Regions from separate parts of the Gossypium hirsutum genome. Here region 2 is linked to region 1. A link is a contact called in public Hi-C data. All regions are on one chromosome and are shown on one strand. The core of a region is the stretch at or near the end of the contact, and the rest is flanking DNA. Distances in the headings are between cores, read along the strand shown. Region 1 holds the start of LOC107938159 (beclin-1-like protein). Region 2 holds the start of LOC107933524 (protein CURVATURE THYLAKOID 1A, chloroplastic).

Region 1 (6,504 bases), core at 2,283-4,782:
CTTACAACTCATATGTATTGTTGTTGCTGTCCATTATCCGAGGGTAGCTACCCAGGGGAATTATCTTTATCCGATAGCTGAAAGCCACTAATTAAGGATACAACACATATCACTTTATAAACTGCTTTTAGGCACAAAAGGTAGCAAAGTTCCCCCAAAGTTGAGATACTGCTTGCTTTAACTACTATTTTACCTTACACAGGCAGAAATAGATGATGGCATAAGAAAACGAGTAGACCACATAACTTGAACAATTACAACACACACACACATACAGACTGTGAACGTCACTTTTCATGGAACTACTACGTAGACTAACAATCACTAGAAAAGGATACTGAAATTTTGGTCGGAAATATTGGCACATTGTATGAAGTAGGAGGCAAGCTTGACCCCAGGCAGCATTTATTTCGTCCCACTCAACCTAAGCCAAAAACAACAAATATCAGTCACTCTTCACTGCCAACAAAAACAACTTTCCATAAGGAAAATAATGTCAATTTCTTACTGGAATTTTAGGCAGTCGTCCAAGACGAAAATTGTTTATAGTTCCAAATTCTCCATCATGCCAGATAGGGAAAGCATCATTGAGCACGTTAGTTCGCTTTAACAGCTCCAAATGTGCTTGTGAAACTTCAGTCTTAGCCAAAATTGCATCTCTCTCTTCCTGTTAAAAGAAATATTTTGTAAAGTAAGAAGGTACTTAAGGAGTTCGCTTTGTTATTTGAAAGAATATTTGTTTGCAAATGTTGATTAACTTTACTGCTCACAACAATGTAAATAACAACATTAGTAAAATTGACATTTGCTGAACCATCTTGGACTGTCTTTATCAATCAATTGTGGGTCAAAGAAAAGTTTTGGTCAAGAGACTGCATCAGAAACTAACCTGATGAGCGATTAATTGAAACTGAAAGTTGTTAAACTCTTGCCAATACCTGTCACACATTGATTCCAACAAGCATAAGGATCTGATAATTAAAAAAAATCCTGGTCATATACAAATAAAGGTGTGCTTTGCATTCTGGTTTGAGAAAGAGATGGAGGATCAAGGGGGAGGACAAAGGGAAAAGAGGTAAAACAAGTGTTGTACAACACTACAATTTTATCTGAGGCGACCACATATGAAGGATAAAGATACAGAAGAAGAAGAAGAAAAAGAAGAAACTTACCGCTCTTCCAATTCTTTGAATCGTTTTGATTTTTGCTCTAATTCTTTTAGTTCTGCATTTACTGCAGCATTCTGTTTTTCTATTTCTTCAATTGCTGCTTCAAGTTTTCTTTCTTCTTCCTCGATCTTACAGAATGAACAGACAATCAGATATGCATTTAACTAGGAAAATCATTTATCAACGCAGTTAATGCATTTATCATAATGAGGAACTGTCATTTACAAGTATTCCTGGTTTACTGTTCATATTTTTTCAACAATACAATGCAGATTAACATTGGGAAAAGTTTTTTCTTTTTTGAAGGATTTTTTTTTGGTTAATTCAAAGGGATTTTCTTTCATTCATCCAGTAAAACAGTTATCGGATCCTTGTACATTTTAACAATCCTAGCCCTCTGCCATCTTCTAGTGTCTTTTATGATACACTGTTCTGAAACCAAAAATTTATTAACATTCTGGAGTGAAACCTCCCTCATCCAAACAAAAGTGAAACTAAAGCCTTAGAGTGTCTAGACATTAGAAAATATTAAAAAGCCCTTAACAATTCTCTCTGCAAATTAAAGTACTAGCATGAGGAATCATTTATCCTTTATCATATAAGTTACTCATAGAAACTGCCTAACAGTTACCTTTAATTTCTCCTTACAAAAATCAGTCTCGCTGAGTACATCTCGTGGTTCCCCCTCCAGGCGCTGAAGACAGGCTTCATATGCTTCGATATCCCTAGTCACATCTTCAACCTCCTTGTCAAGTTTGTCAGACAACACCCTCATACACTCAAGGCATAATGGTTGTTCAACCTAAAAATGCCGAATGCATAATAAAAGAGTATAAATATATCCTCTCTACAACAATGAAGCACCAAACTGGAAAAGCAATAAAATGAGCAATACCTGTGTCTGAGTCGTGGCAATCTCAAATGCATTCTTCAGGACAGTAATAGTTGAGTGAAATCCAGAGTTGTTCGGCTGCAAAGAACTGCTTGGTCCACCTTCTGACGATGGTAATTGCGTCCCACTTCCATCAGAAGCAGACTCTGATTTATCAACCACCACAAATGATTCTTCCATACCTTTCCTAGCTTGGCCAGTATCAGGCTGACCAGGAATGCCACGAGGTCGTGGAGGGATTCCTGGGGCCAAGGGCTTTTGCTTTGGCAGCACGACGAAAGAGTTATCCATTCGTGTTGAACCCAGCATGCTGCTAGCTCCATGTATCGAAGCCCCCTGCATTGCTGCATCATTCATACATCAATTTTCTTAGCAAGGAACATCAGCTTGAAATACTGCTATTATAGTCAGGTTTAGTACTTAGTAGCCAAATAAAATAATTGAAGAATCCACTGTGTTTTGGTCCCAATTCCAGCATCAGTACATGAAGATAATAGAAAATCCCCAATTTTATAAGTTTTGCAACTCAGACCACTTCAAAATCGAAAAGAATTAATCCTCAGCTAATTAAACCGAAAAAATATTAAATTCAACAACTGGGCAGAAGCAGAAATTTAAAAAGGAAGAGATTGGAGAAACCCTAACCTGATCGAGAAGAGTCGTTGGGGAACTTGTCGACGTAGGAATCGAATCCGACGATACAGAGGGAATGGTGACAGTTCTGGCAGATCCATTTGGGGAGATTTGGATCCACGGGTAAGCTCCGACCTTTATCGGGTATATATTCCTTCTTCATTTAGCTAATCGAATTCTATGTGAAGGGAGATTTTCGGGCTGTCGGGCAATCAGGGGAGAGAGAGATGGAGGGTTTCGTTGTTTCGATTGTTGAGCCGTCCAAGTAAAACATTACAAAAGAAATCATAACAGTTTTTATGACAGGTTTTTTGTGACCAGGCCCAACGACTTTTGGATTAATTTCACTAATAGTCCCTACACTATTGCTTAAAGTTTAAATTATTCTCTAAACTTCTAATCAAATATTTAAAATATAAATATTATATCTATTAGGTCATTATGGGTGGGTTTGGACGGACGGTGGAGTGCGGTGGGGTGCAGTGCATTTAGCTTACTTTTTGTCTCACGCTACAATATTAGTGCAATACCTAATATCACCGCCACTACTGTCTTTACATTAATCGCAGATAAACATATCGTCCATCCAAACCTACCCTATGTCAGCATGTGTATTAATTTCAACATTAGATATTAGTTCAAACTTGATATAAAGCATATTTAAAAATCAAAACAAGTGGATTAAACACCAAATAACTTTGTACCTACATTTATGAATAATTTGAATATGATATATTAAAAAGTATATTGAGCTAATAAATTTAAGAAAGTTATTTTATTAACATGTGTGATCCAAATTGTCCATATGATAAATAAATATATTTATAATTTGAACTATGTGATTAAATGTGTTTCACCTCATATTTAAATTGATGTTTGATATCCAAGCTAATGACTAAGGTGATACAAGAATTTGGTTGATAGAATATTAATACTTTAAAGATACAATTAAAATGTTTTGAAGTTTGGGATCAATTTAAAATTTATATTATAAAATTGAGGCCTTCTGATGAATTAAACATTTTTTTGCCTTTTCTTTTAAGGATTCTCCGTTACCCGGCGGAGTTGACCCGAACACCCAATATATTAAAGATGGACTACTCGGGAAATTAGGTTTATAATCAGGATCCCAACCCTAGTTTCTCCTTTTCCCCTGATCCCCAAATCTTCATCTTGAAATCACGGACACGTACCTGTTATGGAAGATGATCAAATCAGCGGAGACGATATCGACATGAAGGACCTGAACCCAAGGCAGTTACAGCTGTTCGTTAAACTTCTCAATGGTGAAACTTTGTCGCTCCTATTCCCGACCCTTCAAGTCCAAGTCGGCGATGTCAAGCACCGAATTCAGGAATTTACCCAAATCCCTTTCAATTTCCAGCGACTGATTCGCGGCCATCAACTCAAGGACGATTCGGTGATTTCCCACTCCAACGCTACCCTCAACCTTTCCCTCCGGCTCCTCGGTGGCAAAGGAGGTTTCGGGTCTCTGCTGCGTGGCGCAGCCACAAAGGCCGGGCAGAAAAAGACAAGCAATTTCGAGGCGTGCCGAGACATGAGCGGAAGGAGGCTAAGGCATGTAAATGCCGAGAAGAGGTTGGAGGAGTGGAAAGCGGAGGAAGAACAGAGAAAGTTGGAGAAGATCGCTGAAGACTTCATAAAGAAGAAAGCAAAAACTGGGAAAAAAGGAGTTGGAGATGGAGAGGCCGAGAAGTACGTAGAGAAGTACAGAGAGCAGTCGGCGAGGTGCGTGGCGGTGGTTGAAGAGTCCGTTAGGGCGGCCTGCCAAAATGGAAAACGGAAGACAGTGCCGGGAGGAGCTGACCCCAAAAGATTGAAGATTTGGTAAGTTTTTAAGCTCTTTTGATTTGCCGTTTATAAGGTTGGTATTGATATATAGATTGTTGACTTATTTTTGTTTGCTTATATAGGATGGGAAAGAGGAAAGTGGATGAGAGTGATAGTGACAGTGATTATAGCAGTGAGGATGAAGATAATGAGGAAAATGAGAAATCTGTAGTTTTGAACAATGGGAATCATTCAGATTCTAGTAAGGGAGCTGAGGGGAGTTGTGGTTCAGTTTTGGGGGGAAAACAGGATATAGACTTTTCAATTGGAGTCTCAAGTGGTACTGGTTCTGAGGAAGAGAAGGAGGTTGTTCTGCATCGAAGCTCGGAATCTTGTGAAGATGTTGATGCCATGGTTGAAGCAGATGTGATTGCTGGGAGTGAAGCAGCTCATCCTGAGATGCCAGAACAAAATGGAACTAAAACTCAAAATCAAGAGGAAATAGTTAGTCAATGTCTCAGTGCTGATCCGGTTGCGGAAAATGGAGTTGGAAGTGAATTGATTGATGGACTTAATTGTTCTTCTATCCCAAAACCAGAAGTTCACAAAGACACATTAGTTTCAAATGTTAATGCTACAGAACCAGAAAATCCATTGAACTTTGATGACTTTAATTCTTCTGCAGAGATGGAGGTATGGTTGCTCACTTGAAGTTCTTTTCCTATTTCCTAGGCTTAGCTAATTTTGAGTGCTTGTTTATTTCCTTTTTTAATCATTAAAGTTTGTAGATATAGAATTTTAGATGGTTTGAAAGACATTGTTTATAAACTTGCTAACAAATAAATCCGAACTATTTGGGCTGTCTGTTCATTCTAGCCCTTGTTATTCTCACCCTTGTATAGAGATTGATACCATTGATGCATCTAGGAGGTGGAAGAAGCGATACAACTTTCGGTCTCTCACCCTTTTTACTTTAGTTTGTTGTTGCAATTTTATTAAATGCTTTCCTTTAGCTTAAAGCTTAAATCCTGCCATAGCTGTTTGATGTTATTTAGGCAGTGTCTTCGTGTTGATGTTAAAAAAGTAGTTGGATGATATAAACTAGAGAATTGAAGAAAGGATACCATGGAATGAAGTTAAAAATGGCATATGCATTAAATTGTCATGGGCCACATGGTGATGCTGTTGCCTTTATAATGCTCAATGTTGATTCAGAACTAACTAATTTATCCTTTTTTTTTTTTGGGGGGGGGGGGGGGCAAACTAATTTATCATTTCAAAAGGTTCTTGGATTGGAGCGGTTGAAATCTGAACTGCAGTCACGTGGGCTAAAATGTGGGGGTACTTTGCAAGAGCGAGCTGCTCGTCTGTTCCTGCTAAAATCTACCCCTTTAGATAAGCTTCCAAGGAAGCTGCTTGCGAAGAAGTGAAAAGCTATGTAGTAGGCTAAGGCTTCATATCACCTCATAGTGTATTGCTAAGGAGTGTTCCTTTTTGTCAAACGGAGAAATGTATATATTTCTTTCGCTTCTGTTCAATATTGTATAAGTTGGTTCTTGTAAGCTAAAACACTGTTAGCTATGAGGGGATATTAACTAATGGTCTCTGTAAGTTACACTTCGCCTAAACTGAATTTTGAGATTTGTGGAATGATAATGGTGATAAGAATGTGGTGTTTTAGCTAATTGAAACCCCAATTCTTTGCGTTCTTGTCTATTCTTTTGATAAAATGGAATATTTCAGGTCTCAATATATTTGGAATGGTTTACAGTAAGATACAATCGGGACTTCAATTTCATAAAAAATAATAATAATAATTCATTTTAACTTTTCATTTAATTTTTCGTTTTCTTTTTTTTTCATCCTTAAATCAAATCACTGAAAAAATTAAATTTATTTACTTTACTAACGTGACATACAAGTAGATTGTCATGTATATGTTACGTTAGTAATTAATTAATTAATTGTTAATATGATATTTACATTGCAATATATATATGTCATGTCAGTAAAATTAAA
Region 2 (7,446 bases), core at 4,320-6,819, 690 kb before region 1:
GATCAATTTGAGCTCATTTAACCCATTTTGGACTGGTCTGATTCGTAAAACATAAAGGGATGCCCATTTACTTTGAAGCCTTGGTGGCCTAGTAAAACACTCTAGTAAATTAAGGTTAACAATGTAAATATTGTAATTCTAAAGGGATAAGGTTGTATAGTGTTTAAATCCCTTAAAATTTTTATATTGTAGATAGACATTAATCTTAGTCGTTGATGTAATTTAAATTGTATCATTGGATCTAAGGAGCTCAACTATAAATAGAGGTCTTCCTCATCATTTGTAGTCATCCTATTGAAGAGTAATCAAATACATTTGGTGTGCATTTGCTTTCTTATGTCATTTTCTATTCATTTGTTGTTTCTTTGCTTGAGAGTTTGCTTTTGTTAATTTATTTGTGAATTCTCACTTTTCAAGAGTTAGGCTAACTTAAGCAAAATTGAAACAAAGTTATTGCCTAAAACAGTATGGTTTGTTAGACTAAAGTTCTAATCCTATAACATAAACTTTAACCTGAAACTTTTGTTCAAAGACTTACCCATTTTTTAAATGGACAACTTGACATATAAAAGTAAAAAGTAAAAATAATTTAGTTGGTAAATTTTGCAAGTGAACGGCTTCTCTATTATAAATAGAAGATTAAAATATGTTATAGGTTGTTATACTATTTACAAATTTAGAATTAAATTCCTATATTTTTATTTATTGAAATTTAGTTTTTTATTTTTTAAAATTTGAAATTAAGGTCCAATCGTTAATGTTGTTAATATTTTTGTTAAATTTGTTGGTGTGACATTTTAAAATAAAAAAAATATTCACTTGATAATAAAGTAACTAAAAAAATAACATCGTAATAGACTTGAATTTAACAAAAATAATTTAAATAGCGTTAATAGTTGAACCTAGATTTTGAAATTTGAAAAATAGAAAAATTAAATTCTAAAAATAAAATTATAAGATTAAATTTTAATTTTATGAAGAGTAGAAGTTTTTAACTAAATATAAACAAAGATAAAAATTAAAAAATAGGTTGGGCAAAGTAAAAGAAAAGAAATAGAGGCATTCTAAATATTATTTATCGAGAAAGAAGAGGAAAAATTAAAGCTTTATTCATGTTTTAGCCCTTAAATTATACCTATTTTTCATATTGACACTTCAACTTTGCTTCTGTTAACATTTTCAATCCAAAATGTCAAACCGCGTTAAAAAAATCGAAACCCAATCAGATTGCGGCACTTGTTTTTCTATTATAAATAGTATAATTTTTATTAAATATATACATAACCTTAAATAAAATAAAAATATGAAAATTTGGTTGATCCGACGGTGGAAGAGGGAGATCGGAGAAAGTTAGCTTGCAAATTTTATTTTGATGAAACCGATTTCAGATTTAGAAAGACCATGAAAAAACGAACTTCGAGTAAAGCTTGGGGCTTCGTAGGCCACCGGCGACAGTGGCCAGCATGGCAGTAGGCGCGGCGGCCAGCACCGAACCTGGCAACCTGGGTTCTAGTTTTAGAGAGAGGGCAGAGCATTTTGGTTCTAGAGAGAAAAGGGCAGAAGAACAAGTAATGGTAAAAAATATAAAATTAAATAATTTCTTTTTTTATTTGTTGTTTAAAAAATTTATTTAACAAAACCCAAAAAATACGTGTCTAAATCTGATTGGGTACCTAATTTTTTTAAAACGCCGTTTGGCATTTGTAGTGGAAATATTAACAGAAGTAAAGTTGAGGTATCGATATGGGATCAATAAAAATTTAGGTATCAATGTGGGAAAATGGGAATAGTTTGGGGGCTAAAACGTGAATAAAGCCAAAAATTATAGAAAAGAAAAAGAAGAATCTTCAAATTAAAATTAAAAATTAGGGTTTACTTTTCCATCTGAAGAAGGGGGGAGAGCAATCGTTGCGAAGAGCCAAAGATGCCGAAGAACAAAGGAAAGGGAGGAAAGAACCGTAAGAGGGGAAAGAACGAGGCCGATGACGAGAAACGTGAGCTTATCTTCAAAGAAGATGGCCAAGAATACGCCCAAGTCTCACGCATGTTGGGTAACGGCCGCTGCGAAGCTATGTGCATCGACGGCACCAAGCGCCTCTGCCACATCCGGGGGAAGATGCACAAGAAGGTCTGGATCGCCGCCGGCGACATCATCCTCGTCGGCCTTAGGGATTATCAAGATGACAAGGCTGACGTCATCTTGAAATACATGCCCGATGAAGCTAGGCTTCTCAAAGCTTATGGTGAGCTACCCGAGAATACCAGGTTGAATGAAGGGATTGCTGGCGGCATTGATGAGGAAGATGATGGTGCAGGCGATGACTACATCGAGTTCGAGGATGAGGACATCGATAAGATTTAAATTTCTCTTCTTCTTTTTTGTCATTTTTGAATTTATTTTAAGATATGGTGGTGATATTTGCCGTATGGTCATGCTTTATTAAGCACAATGGATGCTGGATTTATGTTATTACACATGGATTTACCTTTTATTATGTTAATGGCATTGTTTTCTCTTTAAATTTGACATGGGTTTTCATATTTTGTCCTCATTTCTGAATATTGCAATTTAGTATGGGTTGATTTTTGAGTTTGGCTGGCGGATTTTGTTTTATTTGCTTTCATGTTATCATTTTCTTTTGAGAATTAGTTAAGATTTTGATTGTGGTTGTGGTCTGAGTCCTTTATTCCATTGGGGAGTTCTATTTGATTGCAGGGTGGCTTTGATTTCAAAGTTTTGTGGGAATATTATGGTTTTGATTTCAATGTTTTCTTCTTTTTGTTAGATTTTTATTGTTGTATGGAAATTGAAGAATATTGGTTTCTGGCTTTTTGTAGCCAGAACCATTGCTGTTACTGGAAGGCATTAATCACCATTGTTTGACCATAACCAAGATGATAGGTGACAATTTCATGTATTATGGTCTATGTTATGTTGATTAGGATTAGGTGGTGAGTGCCGGATATGGGTATACTCAATTGTTTTGAAAATTTTTCATATATCTAGAGGATCCTATTCCTAATATCAATGTCCAAATACGTGTTGGATATGGTTACCTTTTCTTTTTCGGGCCCCAGGGGGGGGGGGATGCAGAGTTGTGTGCTAATGTGAGTCTCAAGTATGATATCAATCTGGGTATTGAATTTGGTGGCAGCTGGTTAATATTAAACTATGAATGTTATATATCGGTTCCTCCTACCTCTAGAAAGCTTCTCCAGCTTTAGAATGACATTCAGGCGACTCTGTTGTATAGGAAAAGATTTGCAATTTAACTATGGTTTCTTGAGAGATATTAAGAAGTGTTGGCATTTGCATGCTCGAATTTGTTGTTTTGTTTCTGCAGAGTTCATGAACCTTGACATGATAATAGGGCGAGTCACTGTACATTTTAATGGAAGAAATGGGATATCTCTGCACTAAACATGGCATTTATATGTAGTAGGAAAACTAGAGGCATGCGCATAAAATTGACAAGTTTTATTCCAGGAACAGGGGAAATATAAAGGTGACAAGAATTCATACAAGGAATCCCTACAATTACAGAATAAAGATGTCTCTTTTAGAGGATACAAGAAGGCCAGATTAGCATGCCATTGCCAATCCTGTACATCTATTCAGTTCCAGCAATCTTCTTCTTCAGTGCCTCAATATCCGTAGCTAGTTCTTTCCTGCTTGACTGAGGTAATACGCATGTTTTTAGCACACGGCTTTTAGTGTTCATATATATGATCTGATACTATAGTCTGATAACCAATTTGATTTTAATCGTAAATTAATCCACTCTTTTAAGTTGAACACCACCTCTAATATATAAGCTAGATTTAAAAGTTCAAAGTGAGCACTTGCAACAAAAAAATGCTGATTCAAAACCATCAAATACATCATTGTCTCTTCATGCATTTGTAAATTTCCCTTTAGAGTTATCAAGTTGAACAATTTGCAAGTGTTTAAATGATGTGGCTCACCCATAAAGAACTTGGATTATTCCACACAAAAAATACATGGGACCATATATATTTGACTGAAAACTTACCTTGAAGAGAAGGTATCTATAGACAAACCATCCTGAATATCCAAGTCCAACCAACTCCATTATCTTTGGAAGCTGAGAAGCACAGAAATGCATTGATTTCAGATAGGATTAGCATATAAAACAAGTTATAAAGTGTAGCATGAAGAGTTCCACTTACCAAGGGCACTGAGTTAATGGCGCCAACAAGAATAGATGATAGCCAAACGGCAACTATTGCCCCACCACCATAAAGAAGAACCGTGGTCTTGTTCTCAACTTTATCCCACTAGAAAACCACGAAAAAACAAGCCAAGTCAGGCACTCAGTTCAGCAGGTTAAAAGAGCAAGAAATTGATTATGTGCAGGCCACCATTTTCTCACTTTTTCTTTCAAGTCATCAAAAAGCTCCCCGGTATCGACAGAGGTGTCTTCTGTTGCTTTTGTTTGGAGAAAAGGAAACCTCCGGGATTCTGTACCAAAAACAACAGGGTAAATAGAAGGCCAAGGAATACGTAGCTCAAAGTCAAATGCATATACTATGACAGAGACAACCAAATAAAACTATTTGTTGTTGTGGCATTATAAAGGAAGAGCGCTATATATTAGACCACTTCATAGTTGTTTTACCTATCTATTCATGTTATACGAACATGTCCGACATTCATCCAGAGTTGTTACTTGCATTCTATCCCATACTTGAATTGGTACCAATTCATCCCCATTTGAAATTTGGGGTCCCAACTCCCATATTATCGTCCAAAAGATTGACCCATTTTTTCAGACAAAAGCCTCCATAATTAGTTTACTGCAACTACTCTTAACACGTGTGATTGTCACCAATATAACGTTTCTGATCCTACACCCACCACCAATGATTTCATTTCCGAAAAAACCAATCTCAATTCCGAATATGGTGTTTGGAAGAACAGGATATAGAAGTGAACTCTTAACTTCTATGACCATTAAGCTTTCATTTTCATTCAGTAAAATCAAACAAAAGGAAGAGCAGGCAAGTGAAGTGAGGCGTTAAAAGGGAGAATGTTAACAGCAGTACCTGGAGTTAGCTTAACGGACGAGGAAAAGGAAGCGGTGGAAACGCGAGGAGGGACAGGCGGCAAGGCGGAACAGTGGGTTGTTCTAACGGCTGCAGGAACACGTGGAATCAAGACGGCGGTGGCCGACATGGAAGCTGATGCTGCTGCTGCCGCCATTTTTTCCTCAAAAATTAATTACTGCTATTTCTGAGATAGATAAGCGCCCTCTTGAACGCTACAAATCCTATCCTTTCCTTTCCTTTTGCTGCCTTCTTTCACAGTAGTATTCTTCCTTGCTTTCAAAAAAAAAAAAAAAAAAAGCTCTTCTTAGAAAAAATTCGTTTTCTAATTTATTTTTGTCTGAATGTTTGAATTACCTAAAAGTAATAATAAAAAATGGTATTATTAGTGTGGGTGAGGTTTTGGTGGCAGACGAATGGAGTGATTGACAGGTGGATAAGATTTTTGAAGGAGGATTATGATTGGTTCGTTCCCTATCTATATGCAATCCATGTTTTGAGTAATAAGGGGTCATAGCCCACTAGCTACACCTTTTAAATGGGCGGGTTATCACGACTTTGATTATCGTCAAAAACTTTCACTCAAGGTATATTAATTTTTCTATAAATCAAGGTATTTTTTTATATAAAAATATAACTTGAATTTTATCGAAAATTTACCATTTAATTTGAAAGCTGTTAAAAAATATTTATCATTTTAATTTTTTTTAATTTAGTTAAATAAAATTGTTCAAGTCTAGTTTTGTTAAAATATGAATTTTAATACTTCGATTGGATTCTTTTTAATGTGTAAGATAATACTATGATCCATGAGGGAGGAATCAATTGGGCATGCCTTTTTAGAATTCTTGCTTGGCACATATGGAGGAATCACAATCATTTTATTTTTCAGGAAAAATTTTGGAGCCCAAGTGACGTAATCAAAATTTCGTATAGTTGGGCCATACATTTCTTTTCGACCTTTAATACAGAAATGGTTGGTTGCCATGATTTATCCTATGAAGAACGTGTTGAAAAATATGGACATCACATATATAATAAGAATAATTACATGTTATTATTATTTACTATCATGATATGTTAGACCAAATTAAAAGTGATCTAATTTGGTTAATGTTTTATTGTGCTTTAATTATTAAATAAAATATGGGTCAAATACGTGTAAATATTTTAGCAATTGAGTTCTAATCAAATTCTAATTAATGATGGGCTAATTAGAAATTAGTACTAATATGACAAGATTATAAATATTAGGGTTATGGTCCCCAAATTATATACAAGATATCTTTTCTAATATCCCATCCTTAAGAAAGAGAGAGCAATATTCTCTGAATTTCTTGTGTGCTAATTTGGAAGATCAAATTCCCAAGATCAGGAAAAACTTCAAGGAATTTATGGATTTAGGTATGCTTCTGCATCTAGTTTTATTCTTATTTTGTTCTTAATGATTTGACATGAGAAGATCCTGATGTATGATTTATTAAATTTTATATCATATCTTAATTAATAATTCTAACAAGTGACATCCGAGCCTCGAACATATTAAATAATTGGGAATTGATTAAGGTTATTCATTTGAATGATTGATTTATAAAATTTCATGGGTTTTATATTTCGGATAACATCTTTGAAGGTTTATATTAAAGTATTTTTTTAATATCTTGATTATCTTGAATTCATATTAAAATTTTAGGGATTTATTTTAATTTTTAATTTGGGTGATTTTCAAATTGATAAATTTAATTATAGAGTTTAAAATATTTTACTTCAGTGAATGATCATGTTAAAGTCAATATTTTTTTTTCATTCTTCATTGTCCTATGTTTCAATTTCTGTTAAATGAATAAATAATAAATCTGTATGACATTTAGTTAAAAAAAATTGGAAAAGAAGTTCATAGTTTCGTATGTTTCATTTATATACATAAATATATAATATATGCATGCTTTAGTTTCGTATGTTTCATTTATATATATAAATATATAATATATGCATGCTTTGATTGGTTTAATGCATGTTGTTTTGAAAAATTATATAAATATATATGATTATCTTTTAATTCGATTGAAAGATGAAATTAAGGTAAATATTTTGAAACAAATAGATTCAGATTTTGACTTTTAATTAAGGATGTCAAATATTTTAAATAGATTAGTTGAAACAAAATGTCGCCAAAGTGACCTCTTTTGTGTAGATTAGTTTATTTGAAATATCAAGATGATTATATGTTTTTGTGATTCATGCGTTTATTGATTGACTCAAAGGTAAGTTAATATTTGGTAGAATTTCAATGACATCTGTGGTAATAAATGTGTGACAATTATAAGGTATTTTGTATGAGTAATAAGTTAGTCTAAAGATTAATTAATTGTTTGACAT

What was found. A called contact is a pair of places that touch in the nucleus more often than the background predicts.
Region 2: a contact with region 1 is called in a Hi-C map of leaf, with 2.7 times the contacts expected there. The contact joins the promoter of LOC107933524 here to the promoter of LOC107938159 in region 1. A contact is called at or near these places in 8 of 34 Hi-C or Micro-C datasets (callus, leaf, petal and 1 more).

What each region holds. Positions count from the first base shown.
Region 1 is chrA08:101,972,100-101,978,603 of Gossypium_hirsutum_v2.1, reverse strand. It overlaps LOC107938159 (beclin-1-like protein), which reads right to left and starts at 3,532. Exons shown (of 10, transcript XM_041074602.1): 1 at 2,707-3,532; 2 at 2,065-2,405; 3 at 1,801-1,971; 4 at 1,173-1,297; 5 at 890-971; 6 at 509-667; 7 at 339-424; 8 at 6-77. The coding sequence starts at 2,857. It overlaps LOC107938161 (replication stress response regulator SDE2), which reads left to right and starts at 3,893. Exons shown (of 3, transcript XM_016871235.2): 1 at 3,893-4,542; 2 at 4,629-5,178; 3 at 5,769-6,170. The coding sequence starts at 3,893. The coding sequence ends at 5,915.
Region 2 is chrA08:102,666,079-102,673,524 of Gossypium_hirsutum_v2.1, reverse strand. It overlaps LOC107933524 (protein CURVATURE THYLAKOID 1A, chloroplastic), which reads right to left and starts at 5,569. Exons shown (of 5, transcript XM_016865757.2): 1 at 5,068-5,569; 2 at 4,395-4,483; 3 at 4,192-4,299; 4 at 4,035-4,106; 5 at 3,458-3,677. The coding sequence starts at 5,224. The coding sequence ends at 3,612. It overlaps LOC107933525 (eukaryotic translation initiation factor 1A), which reads left to right and starts at 1,108. Exons shown (of 1, transcript XM_016865758.2): 1 at 1,108-2,527. The coding sequence starts at 1,925. The coding sequence ends at 2,362.